Linked DNA regions of Sus scrofa: region 2 is linked to region 1. Evidence: chromatin contacts called from public HiChIP or PLAC-seq data. All regions are on one chromosome and are shown on one strand. The core of a region is the stretch at or near the end of the contact, and the rest is flanking DNA. Distances in the headings are between cores, read along the strand shown. Region 1 holds the start of RHOF (ras homolog family member F, filopodia associated). Region 2 has its middle 14 kb from the start of MORN3.

Region 1 (6,106 bases), core at 1,300-3,799:
GTCCCGCTGGGAAAGCAGGGGTGGGGACTGGCACAGAGCTTGGTAGGCCAGGGTTCAGAAGAACAGGCGTGGGCTCGGGCCTGGGCCTGAATGGCAGTGGGGGGGGGGCAGGGAGTTAAAATCACAGTGATGGCACTTAGTCCCTTCCAAGAGCCAGGCCCTGACCTAAGTGCTGTACATCACAAGAATCTGATTTAATCCTCATGACTATTTTAGCCCTGATTACAGAGAAGGAAACTGAGGCCCAGGTGTCCCCAGTGACACAGCCAAGGGGGCTGGCTTCAAAGCCCAGGACTGACTCCGAAGCATGTGGCAGGAAGTTGTAGGCAGGGTCATCATGGCCCCCGGTGGTCTCTGCTTCTGATGACTTGGGAAGGACTTCCCCTATCCCTCCCACTGTGGCTGTTAGTGAAAATCCTTCCCAGAACCTCCACAGGACAATCTACTCTGATAAGTTCTTTGAGTGTCTTTCTCTGAGTGAGGCCAGAAAGACCAGAAGTGGTCCATGCACTCGGTCTGATGAGGGAAGCTGCAGTGAACAGTGAACCCCGGGGATGTGAGGGCAGAGGACCGAGGAGAAACTAAAAGCTTCGCTCCGACTCTCCCTACTCTACAAGCACCCCACCCACAAAGTGGGGTTAATGAACCTGCCCCTACTTGGGTCTGGGACAAGGAACATGTGAAACTAAAAGCATTCCAGATGCCACAATTTTTACTGCTCTTGTGGCCACGCCCTGGGAATTCCTCAGAAGCCTTTGGCTTTCCCAGTCCATAAGGCTGGAGGCCTGGTCCTGGTCTGGGGCCAGCCCTGCAGGGCCCTCATCCAACAAGAGAGGGTCCCTAGAGGCCATTGTAGTGGGGGGACACACCCCTACAAAGTCAGGAATGGAGGTGGGGCAGGGAGAGCCCTTTTCCCCATCATCTCCGGGGTGGAATGAGAGATACTACGGGCAGCCTTGTGCGGGTGGGGTGGGGGGGAGGTGATCCTGGATTTTAGCCCCATCCAAGGCCAGTCAGAAGACTTCACCTCCAACATACAAGGCCTGGCTAACAGGGCAAGGAGCACCTGATGACATGGTTCCACACAGGTCACTAAACACTGAGTCACAGAGGCTGGGTGAGGCCCCAGCTGGGAATCCTGACCTTTGCCCCTAGTGCTGATTCAGCCAAGAGGGGAGTCAGGGCAGCATGGAAGCTCCCCCAGGGTACTAGGTACCCAAATCCTTCCATTGGCCATGCTCTTCCCACCCATCCCCCAACAATAGGAAGGATAATGACTGTGCCGCAATTAGCATAAATACACTTGCCTTAGGAGCTGCAGGTGGCAGAGAGCCTTATTTTGCCAGCCAACCGCCCCCCCCCTCCCCCCGCCACAGCTCTGTTCCTTCTTCAGGGCCTGATTCCTTCCCAGGGAACCAAGAAGAAACAGAACTGTAGCCACAGAATTCTAGAATCACAGGCTCAAAATTGTAGATCACAGAGTTCCAGATCCATGCCCATGGAATCCCAGAAACACGAGATTCAGAATTTATACCCATAGGGCCCTGGAGCCTCAGGACTGCTGGCCACAGAATCCTGGAGTCACAGAGTATTCTGGAACATAGGACCCAGAAATGCAGCCCACTGAATCGTACGCACCAGGGGACTCAAATCTGAAGCCCACGGAATCTTAAGAGATCACAGCATGTAGCACACAAAATCCTGAAACTTTGGTAAGCAGAAGCAAAGCCCACGGCTTTCTAGAACCACAGGAGAGGAACGAAGCTGTGAGCTCCCGGGAGGACATCAGCACTAGGAGGTGCCCCTGGAGCTCACCTCCTCCAAATACTCGGCCTCCAGCACCACCCAGCTAGGCGGTGGTCAACTGGCTCCCAGCCAGCGCCCCTCCGCGGCCTCCAGGAGTGACAGGATGTCAGAGCCCCAGAGAGACTGGAGGGCGGGGACGTTCCGCGGGGGATGCCGGTCAGGGAAACCCTTCCGGCAGACCCTAGGACCCCGGCTGCGCAGGCGCACTCACCGGCAGTGTCGTAGAGGTTCAGGGTCACCTCCTTGCTGCCCACCGTCACTCTGGCTGTGTACTTCTCGAACACGGATGGGGCATAGTGCTGTCGGAGGAGGGGTCGGGTTGTGGTTCTTAAGGGGTGCGACGGGAGCCCAGGGCCCAACTGGACCCCCATCCTCCACCTTCATCCCCTCATTCTGCTGGGCCCAGACATCTCTTTGCTAGGCTCTGGAATTCCCGAGGGGGCGCCCCGGGGTGACAGCCGCTTCTCCGTGCGCAGGATGCTGAGGACCTGGACCCGGGGCTCAAGCTGAAGACCGTTCCTCGTCCCCAGTGGTCCCAAGTCCATCCCCACCGCCCCTAACCTACCTGCCTCCAGTCTTCCCCCCCACCCCGGGGCGGGCCTCACCTCGGGGAAGGAGCCCTGGCTGTACACCATGAGCAATGAAGTCTTGCCGCAGCCGCCATCGCCCACGATCACAATCTTCAGCTCCTTCCGGCCCGGGCCTGGCGCGGCGGTCGGGGCCGGGGCCCCAGGGGTGTCCATAGCCCGCAGCCGGCAGCACTGGCGGCAGCGCGCAGGGAAGAGCGCTGGGGTTGAGCGAACGAAGCGGGGGCGGGCCCGGAGGCGGGGCTAAAATGAGCCCCGCCCTCGGAAAAAGACACCACCTCCGCCAGGCAGTCAACCGGGTCGACCTCCCAGCCTGTTTCCTTCCTGCTAGGGTCTCAGGCCAGTCTTCACTTTTCATTCCCAGGGAAACTGAGGCAACTGAAAAAGCGCTCAGCCGCAAGCGCAGCTCCTATTCCCCCCCCACTAGTCACGGCGCGCCCCCAACCGGCAAGATACGACGTTTCCATTCCTCCCTACCCAGCACCTTTGATTGGCAGACTGTCTTCGGGCACGGACCCTCTGATAGGCCGACTCGGCCTCCTCCAATCCGACAAGGACCCTTTGATTGGCGGATTGTCTCCCAGCGGGTTCGAGGAGTCTAGATCTCAAGCTCTCAGCTTTGCCCCGCCCCAACTAGGTGGCCTAGGGGAAGTCTGACCTCTCCCCCAAGAAAGTAGCGTCGGCGGTGCCAGGGAAGATCAGGGTATGGAGGTCGTGTCTGCCCATCAGATACCTGCTTGTGTGCGGGGATCAGCAGTTACGCTTACCTATCACTCCGCCCCCAAAGGTGGAGGTCTGGCGCCCTCTGCCGGGCGATTGCCTCGGCGCCGCGAATTTGGAAACAGGTGAGCGGCCCCAGAACAATACCCTTTCGAGGGTTGGCCCCAAACCACGCAAGCTGAAGCCTCTTTCTAGCAAGGCCCAGAACCGTGAACCAAGCAAGACTTCGTCGAGGAGGGAACGGGGAAAGCGAGGGTAGATCTAGTTGAGATCAGCTGGGCCCTGTTCTGCCCACTTTGGAGACTAACAACCCCTCTCCCACAAAGAAATTTGTGTTCTTCAGCCAGCAGCCACACACATCCTTAATCCCAAGCTCTCTCCCCATCCCTCCCAACTCCTCACCAAAGCTATTTATTGAGCCTTGGCCCTGGACAGGTACTCTCAGGATGGCTGGCTGAGATCACCCCTGCCTTCCAACCCTTACCTCCTTGCGACCTCGGGCTGTCTTTTGCCCAGAGGTCAGGAGTGGCAGAGGGAACCCCTGGAGCAAGTACATGCCAAGCAAGTACCCAGACATGGCTAGGCGAGAGAGGTCTTTCCCAGCTGGGTAGGACCACTAGTAGTTCCCTCAGGAAAGGGCTGGCAGCACTCAGGATCTTCTTAACCCCACTTCACCTGGAAGATTCCCCACTTCCAAGTTCTCAACAAGGATCAGGTAAACTCTACTACGGAAAGGAAACTGCCAACCTGGCAGTTCCATAAATGCCAGGTGGAGGTTTTCAACAGCTGCAAGGCCTGATCTGATCACCAGATGGCAGCAGCGACCACCCCTGGAAGTCCCCAAAGAGCCCAGCGCTGGGAAGAGAAGGGCCAGCTCAAAGTAGTTAAGTGGAAAGCCTTTTCCTGTCCCTGGGCCAGAAGACATTTGCTGGGTCAAGCACTCCTGGACGAATTAACAGCCATCCATTCATTCCTTTTTTGCAGCACAAGTTTATTGAGAGGGAATTGTGTTCCTGCCTCTGAGGAACTCAGTCTTGGGGGAAGCGTTCTGAGATGTGAACAATTTAGACACCAGAGCCTCTAGGGTTCAGAGAAGGTTGAGAGGCAGGCAGCACATGAACCAAGCTTGTCAGTGCTGGCAGGAAAGGCCAGCAGAAGTAGGATGGGTACCCAGCCTGGGTAAGTGTATGGTGGCTAGACATCATATCAGGTTTGGCAGTGGCTGGGGAGTGAGGGAGGCCAGACATGATTGTCAAGTTAGTAACCAGGGTTAGATCGTGGAGGCCTGGTTGCCAGGCTCAAGAGGGGTGCTGGACAGAGGCTCTTAACAGGAGAGGAGCCCAGACAAAGCTTTTCCCATGACCAGGGAGGAGCTGTGATTGGCTGGTGAGGCTGGGACAGGGCTGGGGTGCACAGTGGCAGCTGGAAGCTAGCAAAAGAGGAGGGAAACAGGTCCAAATACATGTCAGAAGTGAGATTCCTCAGGACCACTGGAGCGGAGGGGGGGGGCATCACTTAGGGAGGGAGAGGATGGAAGAGGGCTTGGAGGGAGCGGGGGAAGCACTTACCTTTGAGCCAGGCACAAGCCTCTTCCCTTTGGCTGCCTCAGGCTTGCCCCGCATCAGGGACCCCGAAGCTCAGGGAGTGGCTGGGAGAGTAAGACTGCCTCACCTGGAGGAACCTTGGGAGATTTCACTTAGAAGGGTCACCCACTCTGAGCAAACTGTGTCATTCACTCCAGCCTGTGGGGGGAGGGGAAGGCTCTTGACTTTCCTCAAAATCCTCAGATCTCAGTTTCCATTTTTCCCGTCTTGAGAAATAGATTTCAACTTATGCCAGAACAAATGACTTACACAAAACCAAGAGAAAGGAAGAAGAAAAGTGAGTCTTCTCAGCCCGGCCCAGGTCCAGGCAGGACAGCTGATGCTGGGCCCAGCCTGCCCACCCACCCCTGCCTGGCCAAGAGGCTGGCAGAGCCCCAACCCCACCCGGCCTGGAGCATGTTGGATTTGGACCTGGCTCCTGTGGTGGTGTAGGGGCTGGATCTGTAGCTAAAAATATCCAGCAGCCAGGCCAACTGCTCAGAGCTTCCACAGAGGCGCTGGGCCAGACAGGCCAGCTGAGGCACTGGGAACGCCCACACATTCTGGAAGCCCTGTTCTCTTACCTGCGAGATGTTCTGAGGACCGGTGTCATTCCTCTATTCACCAGGAATTCCTGGAGAGATTTAGGAGGGTAAGAAAGCATCTTTAAATTCGAGCTTGCCACAGAGCTATTTAGACACAGAAGCCTAGGAGAGCTGGCAGGTGACATTTATGGGAATGAACAAATAAATTTAGGCCTGGGCTCTATTATGGGCAGGTCCACTTCTGTCTTGTCAGGGCAAAGTCTGGCCAGTATAAGTTAGGATGGGGAAATCAACATCAATGCTTGAGGCTTCTGCTTCCCAGGAGCATCAGAACACTCTGGGATATCATCCACCTCATGTGAGACAGAGACTGAACCTTCCTTGAGGTCCCAGAGATGGGAGGTGGCCCTGGCAGGGAGTGCTGTCAAGGTTATCTATCCCTGTTCCAAGATTCCCTCCAGGCCTCAGCACTTGGTGGTGGGGTCGGGGAGTCACTGCTGGAGTACAAAAAGCTGCCTGCACAAAGCCATACTGGGAAACAGCTAAAAGGTTATCCAGCAACTCCCTCTTCCTGGCTAACATGGGGGAGACCATGACTCCTGGAGGGGTGGGAAACTGCCTAGGTCACCAACCAGCTGGAGACAATACTGGACCCAGGCGGCCTCTGAGATGGCGGGCTGCCCATCTCCACAGTCCAGGCAGAGGCTGAGTCTCCACACACAGGGTCCAAAAGGTCGGATTCCAGGCCACGGAAGATGGGCCGGAAGGGGCGGGACCCAGGCGGCCAGTCGTAAGGCAGGTCCAGCCACCTCCCCAGCCCTTCCGCTGGCGTGGCCCTCTCAGGGCAGGCTCCACCAGCTGGGCG
Region 2 (6,636 bases), core at 2,405-4,904, 81 kb before region 1:
CTTCATATATATGAGTCCCCCCTCCCCCCCAACTTTGTAACTTTTAGGATTTTATTGCATCTTTGGGGAATTAGTGGTAAAACAGATGGTTAGACAAAACCCATTATGTTTCAGTGGGTTAAGAAACCAACTATTATCCAAGAGGACTTGGGTTCAATCCCTGGCTCCATTCAGTGGGTTAAGGATCCAGTGTTGCTGTGAGCCTGTGGTGTAGGTTGCAGAAGAGGCTCAGATCTGGTGTTGGAGTGGCTGTGGCACAAGCTGGCAGTTACAGATGTGATTCAACCCCTAGCCTGGGAATCTTCATATGCCACAGATGCAGCCCTAAAAAGAAAACAAACAGTTGTGCTCAGCTGAGCCACTTATCTGCGCTGTAGTAGTACTGAAAAATAATCCTAATGTCATGATGTAAGACCTTGACACTGTAAATCGGCTATAATAAAAAAGTATTAAAAAACGATGTAAGACCTTGAGACAAGACCCCAAATTTTTTTGTGTTTTATTTTTTTTATTTTTTTTTAATCTTTTTGCCATTTCTTGGGCCGCTCCTGCGGCATATGGAAGTTCCCAGGCTAGGGAATCAGAGCTGTAGCCGCCAGCCTATGCCAGAGCCACAGCAACGCGGGATCCAAGCCACGTCTGCGACCCACACCACAGCTCATGGCAATGCCGGATCCCCGACCCACTGAGCGAGGCCAGGGATGGAACCCGAAACCTCATGGTTCCTAGTCAGAGTCATTAACCACTGAGCCATGACAGGAACTCCTGTGGTTTTTTTTTTTTTTTTTTTGTCTTTTGTCTTCGACCTACACCACAGCTCACGGCAGCACCGGATCCTTAACCCACTGAGCAAGTCCAGGGATCAAACCTCCAAGCTCATGGTTCCTAGTCGGATTCGTTTCCTCTGTGCCACGATGGGAACTTCAAGAACCTAAATGTTTTACAGCCTCCTCAGTAAAATGTGCTTTTCCTTCTCAAAAAAGTATGAGGCCACTATAAAGGCACTCTGTAGGGCCCCTCTTTTCCCATCCTTTCTCTCCTTTCTTGATCTCCACTGTAAGGCCATCAATGAATTGGCTGTTGGTAAAATATCTATTGAAATTTAAGTTAAATAGAAATAAAAATTCAATTCCTGGAGTTCTCATTGTGGCGTAGCAGAAACGAATCAGACTAGTAACCATGAGGTTGCAGGTTCGACCCCTGCCCTCGCTCAGTGGGTTAAGGATCCAGCATTGCCAAGAGCTGAGGTATAGGTCGAAGATACGGCTTGGATCCTGCATTGCTGTGGCTGTGGCGCAGGCCAGCAGCTGTAGCTCTGAATCAATTCAACCCCTAGCCTAGGAACCTCCATGTGCTGCGGGTGTGCCCCCCCCCCAAAAAAATTCAATTCCTCAGTTGTAATTGCCACCTTCCAAGTATTCAGTAGGCACATATGGTAACTTGCTATCCTAGGGGACAGCACAGGCAGATTCAGAACATTTCCTTTACCATAGAAAGTTCTACCTGACAGCACTGCTTGGGGATGAGTTCTCTATCCTTTCCTTGGAAAGTTTCCATTTCCTGCCCACAGTTCCCCAATCCGCCCCCCCCCCTTTTTAACTGATCAGCAAAATGCTCTCTCAGAAGCTAACATAATGTCTGCAGGGATAAGCCAGTGGAAATTACGGTGTTTGAAAATAGTTGTCAGCTACAAAAAGACAGCTAATAAATCATCCCATGAAAAATGCACAACCTCACTAGCAATTAGAGAAATAAAAGAACACTGCCATACCATTACATACTGTCTAGACTAGAAAAATGGCAACACTGTGGAGAAAGAGGCACCATGACAACTGCTAGCCATCATGGCAATTAGGTAAATCCTCCTGAAGGACCACCTGGGATTACGTTACAGAAACTATAAAACTATTTTCTGACAAATTCCACTTAATGATTGCTATTTATTTACTAGATAGCTGGCAAGAGCCACAGTACTTGGTACTTTCCATACCTTTTTTTTTTTTTTTTTTTTTTTTTTTTTTGTCTTTTTAGGGCCGAACACGGGGCATATGGAGATTCCCAGGCTAGGGGTCAAATTGGAGATACAGCTGCCAGCCTATGCCACAGCCACAGCAATGCAAGATCTAAGACTCTTCTGTCACCTACACCACAGCTCATGAAAATGCCAGATCCTTAACTCAATGAGCAAGGCCAGGGATTGAACCCGAAACCTCATGGATACTACTCAGATTCATTGATCGATGAGCCACGACAGGAACTCCTCCATACTTTTTTTCAAACCAATCCTATGAGGTGGGTAGTTAGCCTATCTTCATTTTAAAAAATCTCTAAAAATGGAGTTCCCATCATGGCTCAGCAATAATGAACATGACTAGTATCTATGAGGTTGCAGGTTTAATCCCTGGCCTTGACCACTGGGTTAAGGATCTGGCATTGCCATGAGCTGTGGTGTAGATCGCAGACACTGCTCGGATCTAATGTTGCAAGATCCTCGGACCTTGTGTTTTGCGGCTGGGGTGTAGGCCAGCGGCTGCAGCTGGCCTGGGAATCTCCAAATGCCACAGACGAGGCCTAAAACAAACAAACAAAATGCAAATGCTTACATTCACAAAAGTTATGCAAGACACAGAGCAAAAGAGCAAAGAAATGGATTCAGTCTCAGACCTCTTGATCCAGGAAGACCTGCTCAGAACACTGCATCTCCTCCTATTTTGGAGAAGAGCATCAAAAGTAGTAAATGATACAAGTGGGGCCAAGAGAAGAACTTTACTCAAAAATATACATATTGGAGTTACCGTTGTGGCGCAGCAGAAACGAATCCGACTACTAATCATGAGGTTGTGGTTTTTTTTTTTTTTTTTGTCTTTTGTCTTTTTTGTCTTTTGTTGTTGTTGTTGTTGTTGCTATTTCTTGGGCCGCTCCCGCGGCATATGGAGGTTCCCAGGCTAGGGGTTGAATCGGAGCTGTAGCCACCGGCCTACGCCAGAGCCACAGCAACGCGGGATCCGAGCCGCGTCTGCAACTCACACCACAGCTCACGGCAACGCCGGATCATTAACCCACTGAGCAAGGGCAGGGACCGAACCCGCAACCTCATGGTTCCTAGTCGGATTCGTTAACCACTGCGCCACGACGGGAACTCCAGGTTGTGGTTTTGATCCCTAGTCTCGCTCAGTGGATTAGGGATCCTGCATTGCCATGAACTGTGGTGGAGGTCGCAGATTGGCTTGGATCCCGAGTTGCTGTGGCTGTGGCGTAGGGCTGCAGCTACAGCTCCTATCCACTCCCAGCTTGGGAACCTCCATATGCCATGGGTGTGGCACTAAAAAAAAAAAAAATTAACGTAATTATTACCAAGGGAAAACTGAAAAATGCACATAAAGTACAATGTAAGCTGGGCCTGGCACACTGTAGGCTCTCAATAAATACTTAATTAAAAAAAAAAAAAAAAAGCAAGTTGGCGAAAAGGGGCTCCCCAGCCCTTTAAATGTCAAAGGGGGGTAAACCCGAGAGAAAGGAGGCGGGCTAAGGAGCTGACGTAAGAAGCTGCTTGCCTTATTTAAATGAGCATGCGTAGAGGCTTACCTTTGGTCTAGGCCACGCTCCTGCACTCAGTGCGCGTGCGTAGCCTGAACCTTTAGGAGACGTTTGGCTCCGCCCGCCTATTTAGATGGGCGGAGACAGTCGCGTGAGTTCCTTGGACCTACATTCTCCCGCGCAATTAACCAGCCCTGCCCCCTCGTGCACATGCGCATACTTCAGCACTCGACCTGAAGGTTGGGGAGTTGCGCCTGCGTCGTGGTTGTCTCTGCCGGAAGTGGGCGGGATGGTGTTCCCAAGCCAAAGGGCGGAGGGAGAAAATGCGGTAAAGGCAAGTGTAGCTGAGTGGAAAGCAGTATTTGGGGACTGTCCCTAATACCCTGCTGCAGAGCCAAGAGGTGATCACAGGGAACTTAATTTTCGATTTTAAAAAGGTTTTACAAGATTATTCTTTTATGTGTGTCTTAAGTAAAGTTTTTAGGGAAAAAGAGGAGTTCCCTAAGTTTTTTTTTTTGCCCCGTGAATTCTTATATTTCTAAAAAAACTTCAGGACTTTCAATGTCCAGGTTGAAAACAAGTGTTACTAAAAAAAAATAGAGTACAGAGTCTCACACACAGAAAGGTATGACCTAGTGAGAAATCTTAGGAAATATATATTTTTTTAATAATTTATTTTTTGTCTTTTTAGGGCCGCACCCACGGCATATGGAGGTTCCCAGGCTAGGGGTCCAATTGGAGCTACGGCTCCCAATCTACACCACAGCCACAGCAACTTGGGATCCGAGTCATATCTGCAGCCTACCCCACAGCTTACTGTAATGCCAGATCCTTAACCCACTGAGTGAGGCCAAGGATTGAACCTGAAACCTCATGGTTCCTAGTCTGATTCATTTCTGCTGTGCCACAACAGGAACTCCTTAGACAGGAAATCTTTAGGAAAATATGTTGAATAAGAGCCAAAAAAGAAACAAGTCTGCCTAGAGGCAAATGTGATTTTGTGATGTAAAATTATAGATGTTTTGAAAGTCCCATGTGTCACTTCACCAACTTAATTCCGTAGATACATGTGGAAAACATGTTATCTTTTTTGTATGTACACTGTGCTGGATGCTGGAGATTCAAAGGTGAATAAGATTCAACCCCTGCCCTTGATGAAATCACACTCGGGAAGGACTGCAGGGTTCAGGCATAGGAGTAACCTGGGTAAGTTCTTGGAGGTAGACGGGATGGTGTAAAGTGAGTACAGAGACTCTTTTTAGGGCCATACCCATGGCATATATACGTTCCCAGGCTAGGGGTTGAATCTGAGCTGTAGTCGCCAGCCTACGCTATAGCTACAGCAACGCCAGATCCAAGCTGCGTCTGCGACCTACACCACAGGTCACAGCAATGCCGGATCTGTAACCCACTGAGCGAGGCCTTGGATCGAACCCGCCATCTGGTTCCTAGCTGGATTCGTTTCCACTGCGCCACCACGAGAACTCCCATTGTGTCCATTTTTTAGATTCCGCATGTAAGTGATAGCATTTGATGTTGGTGTCTCATTGTCTGACTGACTTCACTTAGCATGATAATTTCTATGTCCATCCATGTTGCTAAAAATGCCGGTATTTTGTTCCTTTAAATGGCTAATATTCCATAGTGTATATGTACCACATCTTCTTTAGCCACTCCTCTGTCGATGGACATTTAGGTTGTTTCTATGTCTTGGCTATTGTATATAGCGCTGCAATGAATATTGGAGTACATTTGTCTTTTCGAGTCATGGTTTTCTCTGAATAGATGCCCAGGAATGGGATTGCTGGATCAAATAGTAATTCTATTTTGAGTTTTCTGAGGAATCTCCATACTGTTTTCCGCAGTGGTTGCACCAATTTATATTTGCACCAACAGTGTGATAGGGTTCCTTTTTCTCCACACACTCTCCAGCACTTGCTGTTTTTAGATTTTTTAATCGTGGCCATTCTGGCTGGTGTAAGATGGTACCTCATAGTGGTTTTGATTTGCATTTCTCTCCTAATGAGTGATGTTGAACATCTTTTCATGTGTTTCTTGGCAATCTGTATGTCTTCTTTGGAGAACTGTCTGTTTAGATCTTCTGCCCATATTTTGATGGGTCGTTGGTTTTTTTGGTATCGAGCTACAGAAGGTGTTTATAAATTTTGGAGATTAATCCGTCAGTCGCTTCACTTGCAAATATTTTCTCCCATTATGTAGGTTGTCTTTTCGTTTTGTTTAGGGTTTCCTTTGCTATGCAGAAACTTTTAAGTTTAGTTAAGTCCCGTTTGTTTATTTTTATTTAAAATTTTTTTTTTAATTTAATTTTATTTTTTTGTCTCTTTCTAGGGCCGAACCCAAGGCATACAGAGGTTTCCAGGCTAGGGGTCTAATCGGAGCTGTAGCCACTGGCCTACGTATGCCACAGCCACAGCAACGCGGGATCCGAGCCGCATCTGCGACCTACACCACAGCTCAGGGCAACGCCGGATCCTTAACCCACTGAGCAAGGTCTGGGATCCAACCCGCAACCTCATGGTTCCTAGTCGGATTCATTAACCATTGAGCCATGAAGGGAACTCCATTTTTTTTTTTAATTGTCATTATTCTAGGAGGTGGATCTGAGAAGATGTTGCTGAGACTGTCTTGATTAAAATAGAATGGGGATTTCCTGTCGTGGCGCAGTGGTTAACGAATCTGACTAGGAACCATGAAGTTGAGGGTTCTATCCCTGGCCTTGCTCAGTGGGTTAAGGATCCAGCATTGCCGTGAGCAGTGGTGCGGGTCGCAGACGTGGCTCGGATCCTGCGTTGCTGTGGCTGTGGCGTACGTAGGCCAGTGGCTACAGCTCGGATTAGACCCGTAGCCTGGGAACCTCCATATGCCGCGGAAGTGGCCCCAGAAACGGCAAAAAGACAAAAAAATAAAAAATAAAATAGAATGGAATGGGAGGGAGTTCCTTTAGTGGCTCAGCGGAATTGAATCTGACTAGGTTGCGGGTTTGATCCCTGGCCTTGCTCAGTGGGTTAAGGATCTGGCATTGCTGTGAGCTGTGGTGTAGGTTGCAGACACGGCTCAGATCTGGCATTGATGTGGCTC

Evidence for each region. HiChIP or PLAC-seq counts read pairs in DNA pulled down with a chosen protein or histone mark.
Region 2: a contact with region 1 is called in an H3K27ac HiChIP or PLAC-seq map of skeletal muscle. The contact joins the enhancer-like site here to the promoter of RHOF in region 1. A contact is called at or near these places in 3 of 5 promoter capture datasets (fetal skeletal muscle and liver), 5 of 47 Hi-C or Micro-C datasets (alveolar macrophages, blood, embryonic fibroblasts and 2 more) and 2 of 2 datasets of contacts at active chromatin or transcription factors (alveolar macrophages and skeletal muscle).

Annotation. Positions count from the first base shown.
Region 1 is chr14:30,892,843-30,898,948 of Sscrofa11.1, reverse strand. It overlaps RHOF (ras homolog family member F, filopodia associated), which reads right to left and starts at 2,549. Exons shown (of 5, transcript NM_001123190.1): 1 at 2,412-2,549; 2 at 2,018-2,105. The coding sequence starts at 2,549. It overlaps LOC110256740 (a long non-coding RNA gene), which reads left to right. Exons shown (of 6, transcript XR_002338657.1): 6 at 1-37.
Region 2 is chr14:30,974,644-30,981,279 of Sscrofa11.1, reverse strand. No RefSeq gene overlaps it. Among named protein-coding and RNA genes, the nearest start is that of MORN3, 14 kb to the left of the region's middle. Within about 2 kb of position 3,654, at least 57 of the 83 cell types and tissues checked have an H3K27ac peak or open chromatin away from gene starts, as enhancers often do. A contact at or near this core is called in alveolar macrophages, embryonic fibroblasts, fetal skeletal muscle and 1 more, where this site is marked.